2 separate regions of the Mus musculus genome follow, and region 2 is linked to region 1. The links are chromatin contacts, called in public HiChIP or PLAC-seq maps. All regions are on one chromosome and are shown on one strand. Each heading gives the region's core, a stretch centred on a gene start, on an enhancer-like site or on the middle of the called end of the contact. The rest is flanking DNA. Distances are from core to core; before and after follow the strand shown.

What was found. HiChIP or PLAC-seq counts read pairs in DNA pulled down with a chosen protein or histone mark.
Region 2: an H3K27ac HiChIP or PLAC-seq map of embryonic stem cells shows a contact between it and region 1, with 5 times the contacts expected there. The contact joins the promoter of Odf3l2 here to the promoter of Agpat3 in region 1. A contact is called at or near these places in 2 of 39 promoter capture datasets (cranial neural crest and frontonasal cranial neural crest), 2 of 115 datasets of contacts at active chromatin or transcription factors (embryonic forebrain and embryonic stem cells) and 1 of 9 other capture datasets (embryonic stem cells).

The regions. Positions count from the first base shown.
Region 1 is chr10:78,349,577-78,357,004 of GRCm38.p6, reverse strand. It overlaps Agpat3 (1-acylglycerol-3-phosphate O-acyltransferase 3), which reads left to right and starts at 5,305. Exons shown (of 10, transcript NM_053014.3): 1 at 5,305-5,378. Gm40709 (a long non-coding RNA gene) reads right to left here and starts at 4,522. Exons shown (of 3, transcript XR_871856.3): 1 at 4,078-4,522; 2 at 3,398-3,841; 3 at 1,365-1,539.
Region 2 is chr10:79,640,647-79,648,195 of GRCm38.p6, reverse strand. It overlaps Odf3l2 (outer dense fiber of sperm tails 3-like 2), which reads left to right and starts at 2,458. Exons shown (of 4, transcript NM_001033473.2): 1 at 2,458-2,629; 2 at 3,475-3,582; 3 at 5,503-5,616. The coding sequence starts at 2,503.

The DNA of each region.
Region 1 (7,428 bases), core at 4,056-6,555:
CAGTCCGTGCTTATGACCCAGGCACTGGTGGCATTTGTGCCCAGCCTTGTTGAGTTCCCAACCGTAAGATTCATACAGACAACTTTGTAAACTTGGTCACAGTCAAAACACGAGTGGACAGCCTGGTGACCTAACATGGTGAGGGCTCCTTCAACCCTTGTGTCCCTTTTAGAAGTAATCGAAGCCAAGGACATATGGTTCTTAGGCATGGTTGATGCTCCTGCTGCTTGAGGAGATCTGTTCTTGGCAGTCCCTTACTCACAGAGCTGCTCTGCAGGAGGGTGATCAATCAGGAGATTTCCCTTAACGGTTTCTTCAAACTTCAGCTCCTTGATTTCTGTTTTATAGTCTTACTACTTTGCCACCTTAAAACAAAACAAACAAAACAAAACCGCCTGTCCTCACATAAGCTCTGGCTATTACAAATTGTGCTTCTGGTATGCTACTTAACCCCTAGGAATCTGCAAAGCTATAACCCAGATCCTTCAAGATGAAGGAATGTTCAGACCCAAAACTTCCATGTCAGGTTTATGCAGTGCTGGGGAATGTAGTCAGGGCTCCAGGCACTTCAGGTTAATATTCCACCAACTGAGCTACATCTCCAGCCCCAGCTGGTCTTTAGGAAATTTAAATCTAAGTAAATGCTTGAGTGCTCTCCAGTGTGGTTTGTGGGGTGGGTGTCTCTGGGAAATTCCTGCTGGGTTATGGGGATAATCCATCCCCTAGTGGCTAGTGCTAAGTGACTCCAGATGAATCTAAATCCTTTCATGCCACACACATCAAGATGGGGGTTATCCCAAAACCTAAAGAGGAAGCCAAGCCAGGTCATCAAACAAGTGGTCTGCTACCAAAGCAAGCAAAATTAGTGTTCAAGTTCCCTAATTGTCTCGGTTAGGGTTTCTATTCCTGTGGTGAAACACTGACCAAAAAAGCAAGTTGGAGAGGAAAGAGTTTATGTAGTAGCTTACACATCCACATTGTAGTCCATCATTGAAGGAGGCCAGAACAGAAAGGCAAGCAGGAGCTGAAGCAGGAATGATGGAGGAATGATGCATACTGGCTTGTTCACCATGGCTTGCTCAGCCTGCTTTCTTATAGAACCAGCCCAGGGATGGCATCACCCACAATGGGCTGGCCCCTCCCCCACTTGATCACTAATTAAGAAAATGGCAGCCAACAGCTGAATCTTAGAGAGGCATTTTCTCAATTAAGGTTTGCTCTTTTTAGATGACTCTAGCTTATATTAAGTCGACATAAAGCTAACCAGGACACTAAGCAAACAACCGTTCGGGAAGTGGCTGGAAGGAGCTTTCAAAGTGACATGTATTTCAGGCATACCCTCTTTACAAATTCCCACCCAGACCTCAAACCAAAACCACCATTTTTATTATTTTTGTATGGGGGGGGGGCTAACATCATTGTAAAGTAAATAGAAGTCAGAGGGTGGGTGGCTTTGTGGAGTTGTTTCTCTTCTTCCTCCGGTTGGTGGGTTCCAGGATTTGAACTCAGGTCCTCAGGATGTACAGAAAGTGTTTCTACCTGCGGAGGCATTTCCAGCTGCTTAGACAAAGGCCAGACCACATAAAAGTATAACTGTGAAGGATAATCTGCTTTTCCTAGGGTAAGGGTGCCTGGGCCCCAGTCTGTTTCCAGTTTTTATTCAAGTCCAGGCATAGGAAAGTTGGGGTCTGAACAGAGTCCCTGTTTTGAAAGAGAAAGGAATTGGGTTTGTGAGATTCCTGTCCATTCTGAGCCTGGCAGATTTCTCTGTGACCCATTCCTTTGGTAGGGGTAGGCTGTCTATATATCTTTGGAAATTATGAAAGTCAGGATACTGAAGAAATGTTGAAGTGCCTGCTTCAGAGGTGACTGGAGTTTCTCCATTTTGAATCCAATTGATTGCCAAGACTGAAAGTCTCTCAATCTCTCTCTCTCTCTCTCTCTCTCTCTCTCTCTCTCTCTCTCTCTCTCTCTCTCTCTCTCTTTTCCTTTTTCAAGAAAGGGTTTCTCTGTGTAGCCCTGGCAGTCCCAGAACTCACTCTATGATCAAGCTGGCCTCGAACTCAAGAGATTCTCCTGCCTCTGCCTCCCAAGTGCTGGGGTCAAAGGCGTGTGCCACTAACCTGGAGACTTGTGTTATTAAAAAGTCACGGATATGACTTTGGCCATGTATTCCCAACTCATATTATTTGAAAGTGTTTCTTTGAGATAAGTTCTCCCTCACTCTGTAGTAGACTGTTCTCAAACTTGAAGCAATCCCCCTGCCTCACCCTCTTTAGTACTGGGATTGAAGACCTGGGCCACCTTAGTGCCTGACACATTTAAAAGCTTTCTAAGGAACCCTCTTTGTTTCTTTTTCTCTGTCTGTCCCTGACTCTGTCTCTGTCTCTCCCTCCCTGCCCCTTTTCTTTTTGAGACAGGGGATAATCCATCTCCTAGTGGCTAGTGCTAAGTTTTTGTCTCTGTGTAGCCTTGGCTGTCCTGCAACTTGCTCTGTAGTCCAGACTGGTCTCAAACTCACCTCAAATTCAGACTGGCCTCAAACTCACCTACCTCTTTGTCCTGAATGTTGGAGGAGGACCAGGTGGGATCACAGGCTTAGAAGATCAAAACATAGGCCAAAAGGGTCCAAGAAATCCTTTCTGAGCTAGCTAGAACAGATGGGAGTTGCCTGTGTATTTACTGTAAACAGAATCTATAATCTCCATTGTGAAATCCACTAAGTTATGGGGTCACTGATGGGAAAGGAGTTTGATTAAACCCAAACGTTATACTTCAGCCTTAAGTGTTATTTTAACCCTTTTGTTTGAAATACTTGAAAAGGAGTCTTGTACAGTTTTAGTGGGAGAGGATGTGTTTTTGTGCCCAGTCCTGCTGTGACTTGATATGTCAGGGTGGGTTGGCACCCACCTCTTCTTAGAGAAGGGGAGGGGGTGGGCGGAAGAACTGTATGAGGAAGGACTGGGAGGAGGGGGGCTGCCATTGGGATGTAAATTAGTGTGTGTGTGGGGGGGGAGGGAAGGAGCCTTGGCTCAATGTAGGTAATCTTTATAGCAAAGTCTGCTGAGATGCAGCTTTCAGCTCATAAACATCAACCCCTCTGGATAAGGGGTTGTTCTCCCTTCCCATGCTTAAACTTTCCCCATTTCTCTTTTCTGTCAGCTCAGCCTCTGCCTTCCAGACAGCTTGGCTGAGTCATGCAGCCTCTTCAACTCTTCTGTAGCCACCCTGTCACCTGTTAAAGGAGTCTAGTGGTGTGATGAGTTATTAAAGTTAGTAATTAAGATCGTGTTGGAGTGAAAGAACCTGTTTGCTGGTGGTCACAGCAGCTTATGTAGTTGAAGAGAGCTGGGGATTTATTACTCAGTAAATTGTGACATTATGGGAAGGCACATACTTTCCTGTCTGTTACTGCCCTAGAACAGGAGATCCTGCCCAGAACAGAAGCTTTTACAGGTAGGCAGCTCGCCCTGTGGTATATGGCCTAAGTCGTTTTCAAGTGAACTTGGAAAATAGGGCTTGGATCCCAAGGCCTGAGCAGGCAAGAGGCCACACAGGTTTCAAGTGGTGTGCAGATGGCCTGGTCCTGATGCAGCATCTGAGCCTGCACAGTCCTTCTTGGCCTGTTTTAGGATCAGTCCCTTGCCTGGTGAGGGAAGGAGACTCAGGTGGCTGTTGGTCCTCAGATCCGATGACTCACTATGGACGGAACAGGCTTCTTAGAGAAGAGGGTCCTGACCTTCTTCTGACCCAAGGCTGACCCTAGGAAGACCCTGGACTAGGTTAATTGAGGTTTCCTCCTGGATTGGTTGTGGATACAATGTTGCTAGTCAGTTGCCAACTATAAATAAATCAAAGGGTACAGCACGTGGGAGTGAAAAGCGATCCTGGTGCCTTACCAGGCACTGGGGACAATCCTACAGGATTCCAGGATGGGATCCTTACTTGGGGGCAGGATGGGGTGTGTGTTGGGAGTGGGGTCCAGGAGGATAAGGGAAATGGGGTCTAATTAATTGGCGGGGAACCCCCAAATTTCCAGGCGTCCCCAGGAGGACTCAGAAGGAAGGGGAGTCTAACCTGAGCCATCAAAACATCCTGGGTCTCAAGGGGACCTCCGGGACTGGGAAGGGGTCTAGGCTGAGGCTCAGAATGATTTCAGGAGGCTGAACGGAGGCAAATCCAGGCTGGGCCTAGGAATATTCCAGTTCTTGGGGGAGGCAACCCAGGAGGACTCCAGGGAACCATCGGGGGTCCAAGTACGGCCCAGGAACACCCCGAAGAACTTCAGGGGGACAAGGGGATCCAGGCTGGGCCCAGGAACACCGCAGTACCCCAGAAGGACTTCAGTGGGCTAAAAGAGGGGATTCAAGCTGGGCCCAGGAACACCCCAGTGGGACTCCGGAGGACCGCAGGCAGCTGAAAGGGAGTCGGACTGGGTCTAGGAACATCCCGCTGGCCAGGGAGGGTGGAGGCTGCTCCCGCGGGGCGCGCCTCGCGTCCCCTCCCCCGCTTGCTGTCCGTTGGCCGAGGCGGTCGCCGCTGCGCCGCGGGCCGCGACTCCTCCCCCGCGCGTCGGTCCGCGCGTGTCCCCGCGTCCCCGCGCCTGGCGTCCCGCGCCGGCGGAACTGTGGGATCGCCGCGCACAGGAAGTGGCGGCGGCGCCGAGGCGGAGGGCGGCGATGGGGGCCCGGGGCGGCGGGCGCCGCACTCGCTGAGGCCCCGACGCAGGGCCGGGCCGGGCCCAGGCCGCGCGCGCCCGACGCGAGAACCGCGACCAGCAGGTGGAGTGCAGGTGAGCCGCGCCGAGCCCGGCCGAGCCGCCGGAGGTCGTCCCCCGCCCGCGGTCGCCGGGCCCCGCCGCAGTGGCCGGCTGCGCTCCGCGGGGCGCGCGGCCTGGAGAGCGCGGCGCCTGGAGGCTCCGGGTCCCGCCCGGCCCCTGTGCGGCCTGCCCGGCCCGCCGGTGCTGTGCGGGGTGCGCGGCGGCCTGGGGATGCGGGCGATCGGGTAGAGATGGGGATGCGGGGCCCGACGAGAGGGCCTGGGCGGCCTTGGGGCCCCTCTCCGGGGGGAACCTTGCTCGGCTCCCGGCTCCTCGCTCTGGGGGAGCCCCCCATGCCTGATTTCGGGGCCCTGTGGGCTAGTTTCACTTTTTTGCTTGCTCAACGCGGAGGGAGGGCTGCAGGTGGGACGCCCTGGAGGAAGGTGCGAGGGCTCGGTTGTTGTTGTTTTTTTTTTTTCTTGACTTTGGCGTTTGAGACCAAAGGCCGACTGTGAATTTCCACGTTTCACTCAGGCGCTGGGGTCATTCAGTAACCAGAGCCTCTGGAGGAAAACACCTGTCCACGGTGGGCCTGGAGCCCCGGAGCAGTTGACCCCAGGTACCTACGACAGGAGGATTGTGAACACTTAAGCTGGGTGGAAAATATATTCAGGTTTCCTTTTTAACTTCGAGAGAAGTTTAGGGGCACAGGGAAATGATTTTAGAAATGGCCTTTCAAACCTAACTTTTTAAAGCAGTGTGGAAAGTCTTCTCTAAGAGAATACTTAAGAGACTGGGTTCTTCTTCCTGGGAAACGAGAAGGCTACTTGGATTTGAGACAGATTGGAATGACTCGTCCAGAGCCAAGATCTTGGATTCTGGGATTGGACACAGGGTGCCGGTTGGGGGTGCTGGGTTGGTGGCTGTTGGAACTGAGTGGAAGCAGCTCTTTCTGCTTCGATGACATTGGGAAATGGACTGTGCCCCTTTCAAAGGGGTCTCTGTGCACTTTGATCACTCCCTTACTGTCCCTTCCCCTTATTAGGTAAGCAGGACTCCTTCCAACTTTAGGATTTAGCCTATAAGATTGATTCCTAGTATCACACTCTGTGCTTTGTAATTACGTTGTTTCCAAAGGCAGTTACATGCAATGGCTTTGCCAGCCTCTCTTTGGTCTTGGTGGCATGTGCTCCTCAGCATGGCTATGTTCAGCAGGTGGATGTCAGCTGGATGTCTGACCTAACTCAGTCTGGACCTACTGGAGGCCTTGTGTGTGGCCCCCACCTGCTCTTATCTGTACAGCAGCAGGGCAGAAGGTCTAGGTCTTAGAAGTTGCCTGTGGAATTGGTGGGAAGTGGGTTAAATACAGTGTCTCCTAGGGAAGGAAGATGGGAGGGATGCTGGAAATGAAGGGAGGTCTCTGTCTCACCCTAAGCTGCTCCCAGATAACAGGCCCAGCACCTGGGAAGGACAGTGCCTGTGTGTTCTAGGGGACTGGGGAAACTGAACAGAAAGTAACTGATCTACTTCAGAAGTTACAAAAGGAGCATCTACTGCAGTAGAGGAGTTGTTTACTTCTTTTCTGGGGCATATAGCTGCGACTCTGTGCTAACAGACTCTGAAACACACTGGGGTCTGAGGAGCAAGGCTAGCCACTTGTCCTGGATTATGTCACAAATCTCCACAGCCAGAATTTAAATGAAGAGCAAAGGGACTCTGATTTCCTCCAGCCCAGTCAGGGTAGTAAAAATCTGTATACATCTGTCTCTGGCCCACTTGGAGGCAGGTAGGGCATAGTAAGATCTTTGTATAGTATGGGATGAGCAAAGATGGAAGTTTATTGTTGTTTCAGGAGTTAGAATGGCATCGTTAATCCAAGCTCACTCCTAACAAGTTGGTGCTGGTTAACTGGTCCAGCCTCTCAGAGGATGGAGCTGGTACCAACTGTGTGTGTTCCCTTCTCCGACGGCTTTGCAGTGTCACTGCTTTTTCAGATCCAGTGCTGGACCCTTGGCATCCCCTACTCTCTCTCTTGCCAGAGCAATGGCTGCTTTCCCTGCATTCCTTGTGTGTACCCCACACTACTTTCCCTTCTCTCAAACGCTGACAGACTCTGAACCACATTTTGGCCTTTGCATACCTCTGTGATGTTTCCCATCTCATTCTGTGGGTGGCGAGGTTTGAACAGCTTGTCTCTGGGTGTGACCGGCCACATTAGGCCAGCGGCATCTTGCTGACTCGTCTGACATGAGCCCCGTAGCTGCTTAGTCTTCTCATTAAGAAGTTTCTGCTGCTCTAGGGCTGGGCTGAGTTCTGTCAAACATTTACTTAGGGACTCGGACTCCATGGGGGTTTGTCCTCATCCATTAACCGAAGAGCACTGGGACCATATAAATGATTTTCCCCTGATTTGTAAAGTGAGTAACTGGACAATGGGTCACTCCTAGAACGACCTCATAGTGACTGCAGGGTTAATTTGAGCGTATTAACCTCACGATGCTTTGTTTCAGGCGGTTGCAATAGCGGTTCTTCTTTGGACAGTCTTGCTGCTTTGTTTAGAGTCCGGCATGTTCTGATCTTGTTTGTCAGCCAAAGTCCAGCAGTGTACACTTGTCACCTGGGCATATCTGTACTTAGTTGTAGGGATGGAGAGACAGGCTGATGAGGTA
Region 2 (7,549 bases), core at 1,209-3,708, 1.3 Mb before region 1:
TGTGACATACTTCTGGTACTTCAAAGGGAGCCACTCTATGTTTATCGAGGTGTGGGGCATCCATGGACATATATATCAAAGTCATACCAGGTAAAACGGGACCAAGAATTTACCAGACACATGTGACCAAGGATCGCATAAGAATCTCATAAACTGATGGACACTGTGGGGTAATGGCCCCATGCCTACTCATCACCTGGTGTGTGTGTCAAGGACCAACAAGCCGAGGACTCCCTAGCTGTCTCTGGTGCATGGGCTCAGTTCCGTTCCCCTCTCGGACACTGCCTATTAGATTGGTTGTCAATCCACTTGTTTGTCCATCTGGTCCAGGATTTGAATCTCCATTTCCCTATTGCATTCCCAGCTTGGTCTGTAGCTTACGTTTTTCTCAACCCTATTTTTAATAACAGTTCTTAAATGCTCTAACCTCCCATCTAGCTCATCACCCGCCAGAGGTGGTGTCTCTATGGAGTCAGGACAAACGGAGCTCAGCTACGAAATGTAAGGCGATGACCTGCGTGTTGTTAGCAAAGAATCCCTCATCACACGTCCTTTCAGGTGCTTGCTTTAGCAGAACATCCTTTCACCTGTGTCTGCTTCAGGAAAACCCTCCTCCATGTGTTTGCCCCAGTGAAACACCATCTGATACAACTGACTTTCCAAAGAAACCAAAAGTTTCCACTTCATTGGTCTTTCACCTTGTGGCAGAAGGCAGCAACTTCACCTTCTAACCCTGACCCCATCAGCCCCAAACTGTCCCTTTCTGGTTCATTATCTTCCCAATGCAGACTCTTTCTCAGCTCCCCAAACCCCTTGAATGGTGTGACAGCCTCTTTAACTTGTATCTGTTCTGTAGATCCTCTATAGTGCATACAGTCATATAGGTGCATTCTTGGTGTGCTGTGTGATGTGAAAGACAATGTCAGGCTTCTGAGGTTGGCGGATTGTGCCACAAATTGCTGTCACTGACATATTGGACTTTGTGAATTCATTGCTATTTGGTAACTTCTGACATTGTAGAAAGACACCAGTATATTTGCCTAGGTTTCTGTCATAGTACAGGACACAGGTCTTTACTCCTTGCTGCCCAGACTGATGTGGTCTAGAGCAGAGTATTGCATGATGGGAGCTGGTGGGCTGAGGGTCCAGGTAACTGAGGAGTGAGCTGTGAGCCACTCCAGCTGGTTGAGTGACTAAGGAATCCTTAACAGTGGGAGGATCTGGAGTTGAAGGGTCGGATGTTGTGTGTGTGTGTGTGTGTGTGTGTGTGTGTGTGTCAGGACCAGCCATTTAATCCCATGTGACCAGGGTGGAGCTGAATAGGGTAAGTCAAGAGGACAAGGACATGCATGTTGGGCTTGTGGGACCCTCTGAGACTCCTGGATCCCAGCTTTAGGGATCCACAGGAGTCAGGGGCTAGAATCCAAAATGGCTGATGTGAAATTTGTTGGAGTGCCCAGGGCTCAGGCCTTTTGGTATGTTTCCGAGGGACTCTGAGAATCTTAATCATGTCAGCATCCGTTGTCTGTGACCAAAGGAGGGAGCTCTTAGTCACCTCCTGAATGCAGTCATAGCACAGGGAAGGCAGAGGCAGGAGGACCAGGAGTCCAACATCAACCTGGGCTACATTGTGAGTCCTTGTCTCAAACAAAACAGAGCACAAAACACCAACCCTCCCCCCTACCCCCCGAGTCACTACATTAAAAAACAAACTGGAAGAAATATCTGAGTTTCATTCTGCCACTCTTCCCAGAGCTCTCTAGTGGGGACACGGTGGTAGCCTTTGGCAAAGGTGAAAACAGGATTTTCCTGGCCTGCTCTGTCCTCAGCCCTGCCTCAGGGCCTTTGCAGAGCTGGTCTCTTACCCTGACATGGTCATCTTTTTCAGGCTGGTTCATACCAGAACAATCTATTAAATTTATTGTTTAGCTTCTTTCCCCACCCCAAGAACACCCGCCCTTTACCAGTCTGTTCCTGTTCTATTCACGCCACTCTGAACAGAATCTGGGATGTATCAGGTGCTCAGTACATGTTTGCTGATGAAGGAAAGCTGGTGCCAATGAGCACCCGACTGAGTTGGGGACATGCCGTCCACAACCCTGGGCTCTGTGGAAATGAGGCTTTGCTCCCCTCATCCATGTTCCTTCAGGTGTCCTGTTTGCAGTCCTGGATCCCTAGGGCCTGCTCTGGCCCCGTGGCCCAGCTCAGCCGACTCCCTGGGGACCTGTTCGGCTGATACTGGAGTCTTTCCTGGACCATCCAGCCACCTGGCTGACACTTGATCTCAGCTCCACTTCCAGGCCAGCGTCCGGCCGACCAGCTTGGCTCTGGCCAGGCCCTGAGATCCTTGCTTAGGGGACAAGGGGCCGTCTGTGTGGTGGGGAGGGTGTGGTGAGGCCAGGCTTCTGCCAACACCAGCTGAGCTGTGAGGATTGGGGACAGTGCCTGGCTTGTGGCACCAGAGTAGCAGGACACAGGAACCCACACGAGGTCCTGTTCACCATGGGGACCCTCAGCTGCGACCCAGAGGCTAGGCTGACCACAGTACCCCTGGCCCGGCGGGTGGCTGATGGACACATTCCGGAGACCGGGCTGAGAAAATCCTGTGGAATTGCCACCTTGGAGAATGGTTTGTGCTGGCCTTGGGGAGGGCTCCTTCTGTCTCCCTACTGGGGCTCCTGGGCTATTTAGTAGAGGCATTATCTGTAGGCAGGCCCATATGTCCCCTGTGGGATCTGCTGGCCCTCTAGGGGGACAGGATGAACACAGTGTAGCAGAACCTGAGGGAGGGAGTTAGAGGAATGGTGCATGTGGGGGACTGCAGAGCCATGGAGTGTGTGAAGGGGCTGAGGCTGGGTGTCGAGGGGTGGCATTTGTACAGGCTGCAGGCTGCAGCCTCAGTTTCCCATCCTACAATGGACAGTGGGGACAGATCTATACCATGTTCCATCTCCCCATCTCTGAGGTGGTGTTTCTCTGTGACTGGCCTCAGTTTCCCCTCTAGAACAATCTCTCTGTCCTGGGCTCACTTTCCCTGTTCACCCACACAACCCGTGATCTCTCTACTCTGACTTCAGTTTCCCTCTCTTGATGGTGTCTATGACTCTGGCCTCAGTTTCTCTAGCTGCAGTGGTCTCTACACTCTGGCCCTGGTTTCCTCTCTTGCGATGGTCTCTCTGCTCTGGCTTGTTTTCCACTCATGGTAGCTTCTCTGTTCCTAGTCTCAGTTTCCCCACCAGGGATGGTTCTTGCTCCCAGCCTCTTTCTATTCTGTGTTAGCCTATCTTCCAGGGCCTCTGTTTTCCAAGTCTCCACACTCGCAATGATTCATGATTAGCTCACAATTCGGGTGTCACCGAGTCCTTCTGGACATTTTCTCTACTCAGACATAGAGGTGGTTAGGGTGCAGGGTGGGACTCTACCTAGCCCCTCTGGGTTTCAAGCACTACCCCTGATCTGGTCTTTGGGTCTCAGGCTCCGGACCTGGCTTGTATGTTCTTCCGTCCACCGTTGGCTATGTCAATCACGATTGTACCAAGGCAGCCAGTCCTGCCTACTCCCTCGCTCGGAGGCCCAGTGAAGGTAAGACCAGCTAAGGGGTACAGGGTACCTCCCCAAGCCTCCAGAGTCTCTCTTAAGTAAGCCTCAGAGTGAGGTGAGCCAGACAGGGCAGGCGGGGCCACATCTGGAAAGCCTTCTCATGCAGTTCAGGCTGACTTTGAACTCCTGATCTTCCTGCCGCCACCCACCCCACCCACATAACACACCCAGTTCTGGGACCACAACATCTGGTCAGATACCTGATGTGTCAACCAGTATTGGGTGGCTAGGGTGCAGGATGGGTAGAACACTTGCCTACAGTGTGTAAAGCTTTGGGCTTGATTTAGAAGAAGAAGAAAGCCATAGTCCTGCTTGGTGTCCAGAACGTATCAGATAAAATGTACAAACACATTTGTTATCCTGAGCATGGGGCGGTCTTTAGTGGCAGGCAGAGGAGCTGGTGAGCATGCCCTGGGGCCTCCCCCTGACCTCTGACCTTCTACAGTGTGTGACATCTAAGCCCCACAGCCAGCCTTGTGTTCTCAGTGATGCTGGCTGAACAGACCAGCCAACATCTCAGTGCCTGGTCCTAAAGGTGCTCTGAGGCCCCATTGGGCTGGACGGAGGCTGTCTGGGCTAGGGGCTGCTGTAGACACTTAGAGGCCATGAGACAGAAGCCTGGGGAATCTACTGAGACTCTAACCAAGCTGGGTCAGGTAAGGGCCCAGAGTGGGCAGTGGGATCTGGGCTCAGTAAGGTGAGATCCTGGTGGGATAGGGCTGGATAGACGTACATACATAAAACCTCCTTTAGAGACACATATAATTAAAAAAAAAGTGTTTGCTGGGCAGTGAACACCTTTTAGTACCAGCAATCAGGAGAGAGAGGCAGGTAGATCTCTGAGTTCAAGGCCAGCCTGGTCTACATAGTGAACCAGCCAGAGACACATAATAGAGAGACTCTGCCCATCCCCCTAAACAAAACAAAACAAAACAAAACAAAACAAAACATAAACATAACAAAACATAACAAAACAAAAATATATTTTAAAAATGTTTGGTAAAGAAGATCCTAGGAGAAGGATACACCAGGTGCAGCCTGCAGGTTGGGGTGGGACACATCTTGATGGGCAAGCTGGGTTTTCTTACTACAGGGCTGTGTGGGAAAATGGGTAGTTAGTCCATGCAAGCTGAGGTGCTGAGGGACAGGCGTCTTCTTGTGTGTGACCCAGCGCATACTGGTGACTGTGACCCAACACCCCTCCTATCCTGCCAGTCATTTAGACTAGCTCTGAGCTAGAGAAGGGCTGGAAACAAATTCTTGTCAGTCAAACGGAGGTGTGGGGTGTTTCTGAGGGTCATTGCTTAACATTAGTGACCACCATAGAGGTGGTGGGGTGGCTACTGTGTGTTCAAACCCTGCTTGTGTGTCTTTGCACAGAAGCCTACACCTAGGTGGTACCTATGCACATCCTTAGACTCACTGAGGCTTTGAGAGAGACTCAGCATGGGCCCACCAACACTCTCCATGCCTACTGAACTCATGTTTGCCCTCAACATGCTAGTGTGCCTAAAGTTCAACAACCAGTGATCAGGCCAGACATGGTGGGCTGGAAGCATAGTCAGGGCGAGAGCCAAAGTAATTTGTGAGGGCATGGGCTCCATGTCCACACAAACATGGTGACCAGCTGTGGCATCAGTAACCTCTTCCTTCCCTGTTGATGTGAAAATGTGGGTCAGGCAGGCTGATCCGCCTCAAGGGTGATTGAAGGTGACACCCTGTGAGCCCAGGTCCTGCTGGGATTGGCATGCCCCACCACAGTCCCCCTGCTTGATCAGCACTTCTGAGGCTGTGGCCCCAGGCTGAGATGCTTCAGGCTCTCGGGAGGCTCTGGGTCTTTTGGGTCGGATCCGGGGAGGCCTTACCTCAGGGTACCTTTGGGACTCTGGCTCCTTTTCCCAGCACCTCTCCAGGATTCCAGCCCAGGACCTGTCTACTTCTTGGACCCGAAAGTTACTCGCTTTGGCCGTAGCTGTCCCCCTGCCTACTCCATGCAGGGCCGGGCCAAGGTCAGAGGTGAGTATGTGATGTGTGTGCTGAGAAACAGCCTCTTGGGAGCTTGGGGAACACTCCTCTCCTGCACCACTGAGCTCTGAGAACGAATGTGTTTGCAGTGATAAAAACCTTTGGATTTTTCAGATGAACAGTCATAACTCCAGTCCTCAGGCCTTGCGCTGAGGTGACAATGTGGCAACCCCTCTCCCCCAGCTGAAGGGCAGGGAGGCCTGGTTTCCTCCCCTTTTGCTAACAACCCTGCTGGGTGGTTCTGGGGGGATTGTTCAGATACTCGATTTTATTCTCTGCCATGTTATTAATCCTCTTATCTACCAATTTATTAATCCATCCACACACTCACCAATTCATATACTCATCCATCCATCTATCAATCCACTCACCATCTATCTATGCAGTCATTCATCTACCCACCTATCCATCCATCTACCCATCCACCAACCTACCCAACCCACCCACCCATCCATCTGCCCACCCATCCACCCATCTATCCATCCACCCATCCACCCAACCATCCATCCATCCACCCACCCACCCATCCATCCACCCACCCACCCATCTACCCATCCATCCACCCACCCACCCATCCATCCACCCATCCATCCATCCATCCATCCATCCATCCATCCATCCATCCGTCCACCCGTCCATCCATCCGTCCATCCATCCACCCACCCGTCCACCCACCCACCCATCCACCCATCCATCTACCCGTCCATCCATCCATCCACCCATCCATCCACCCACCCACCCATCCATCCACCCATCCATCCATCCACCCATCCATCCATCCACCCATCCATCCACCCACCCATCCACCCACGCATCCACCCACCCATCCACCCACCCACCCGTCCACCCACCCGTCCACCCACCCGTCCACCCACCCATCCATCCACCCATCCATCCACCTACCCGTCCATCCACCCGTCCATCCACCCATCCACCCACCCATCCATCCACCCATCTATCCACCCACCCATCCACCCACCCATCCACCCATCCATCCATCCATCCACCCACCCATCCACCCACCCACCCACCCACCCGTCCATCCACCCGTCCATCCATCCATCCATCCATCCATCCACCCATCCATCCATCCACCCACCCATCCACCCACCCACCCACCCATCCATCCACCCACCCATCCATCCACCCACCCATTCATCCACCCATCCATCCACCCACCCACCCACCCATCCATCCACTCGTCCATCCATCCACCCATCCATCCATCCATCCATCCATCCATCCACCCACCCATCCATCCACCCACCCATCCATCCACCCACCCATCCATCCACCCATCCATCCACCCACCCACCTACCCATCCATCCACCCACCCATCCATCCACCCACCCATCCATCCACCCATCCATCCACCCACCCACCTACCCGTCCATCCACCCATCCATCCACCAACCTACCAACTCATATTCTCATGCATCCACTCATTCATAAGTCCATCCACCTGTCCACACATTCATCTATCCATAAGTCTATCTTCCCATTCACTCAGCCATCCATTCATTCTATGTCCATCTACCCACCCTCCTCTCCGTCCTTCCCTCCCTCCCCTCCATGCATCCCATCACCTTCCTACTCACCTTCTCACTCATCCCCGTGCTCCATGGCTCTGCTCAGCTCCCTCACTGCCTGCCCCAGCTCTTTTTTTTTTTTTCTTCTTCGAGACAGGGTTTCTCTGTATAGCCCTGGCTGTCCTGGAGCTCACTTTGTAGACCAGGCTGGCCTCGAAGTCAGAAATCCGCCTGCCTCTGCCTCCCAAGTGCTGGGATTGAAGGCGTGCGCCACCATGCCCAGCTCCGCCCCAGCTCTTTAAACACTCCAATGCAGATTCAAATGCAGGGAAGAAGCAGCTTAGACATCTCTGCCTTCCTGAATTTCCTGGTGGACTCAGGCCCACCTAGGGGG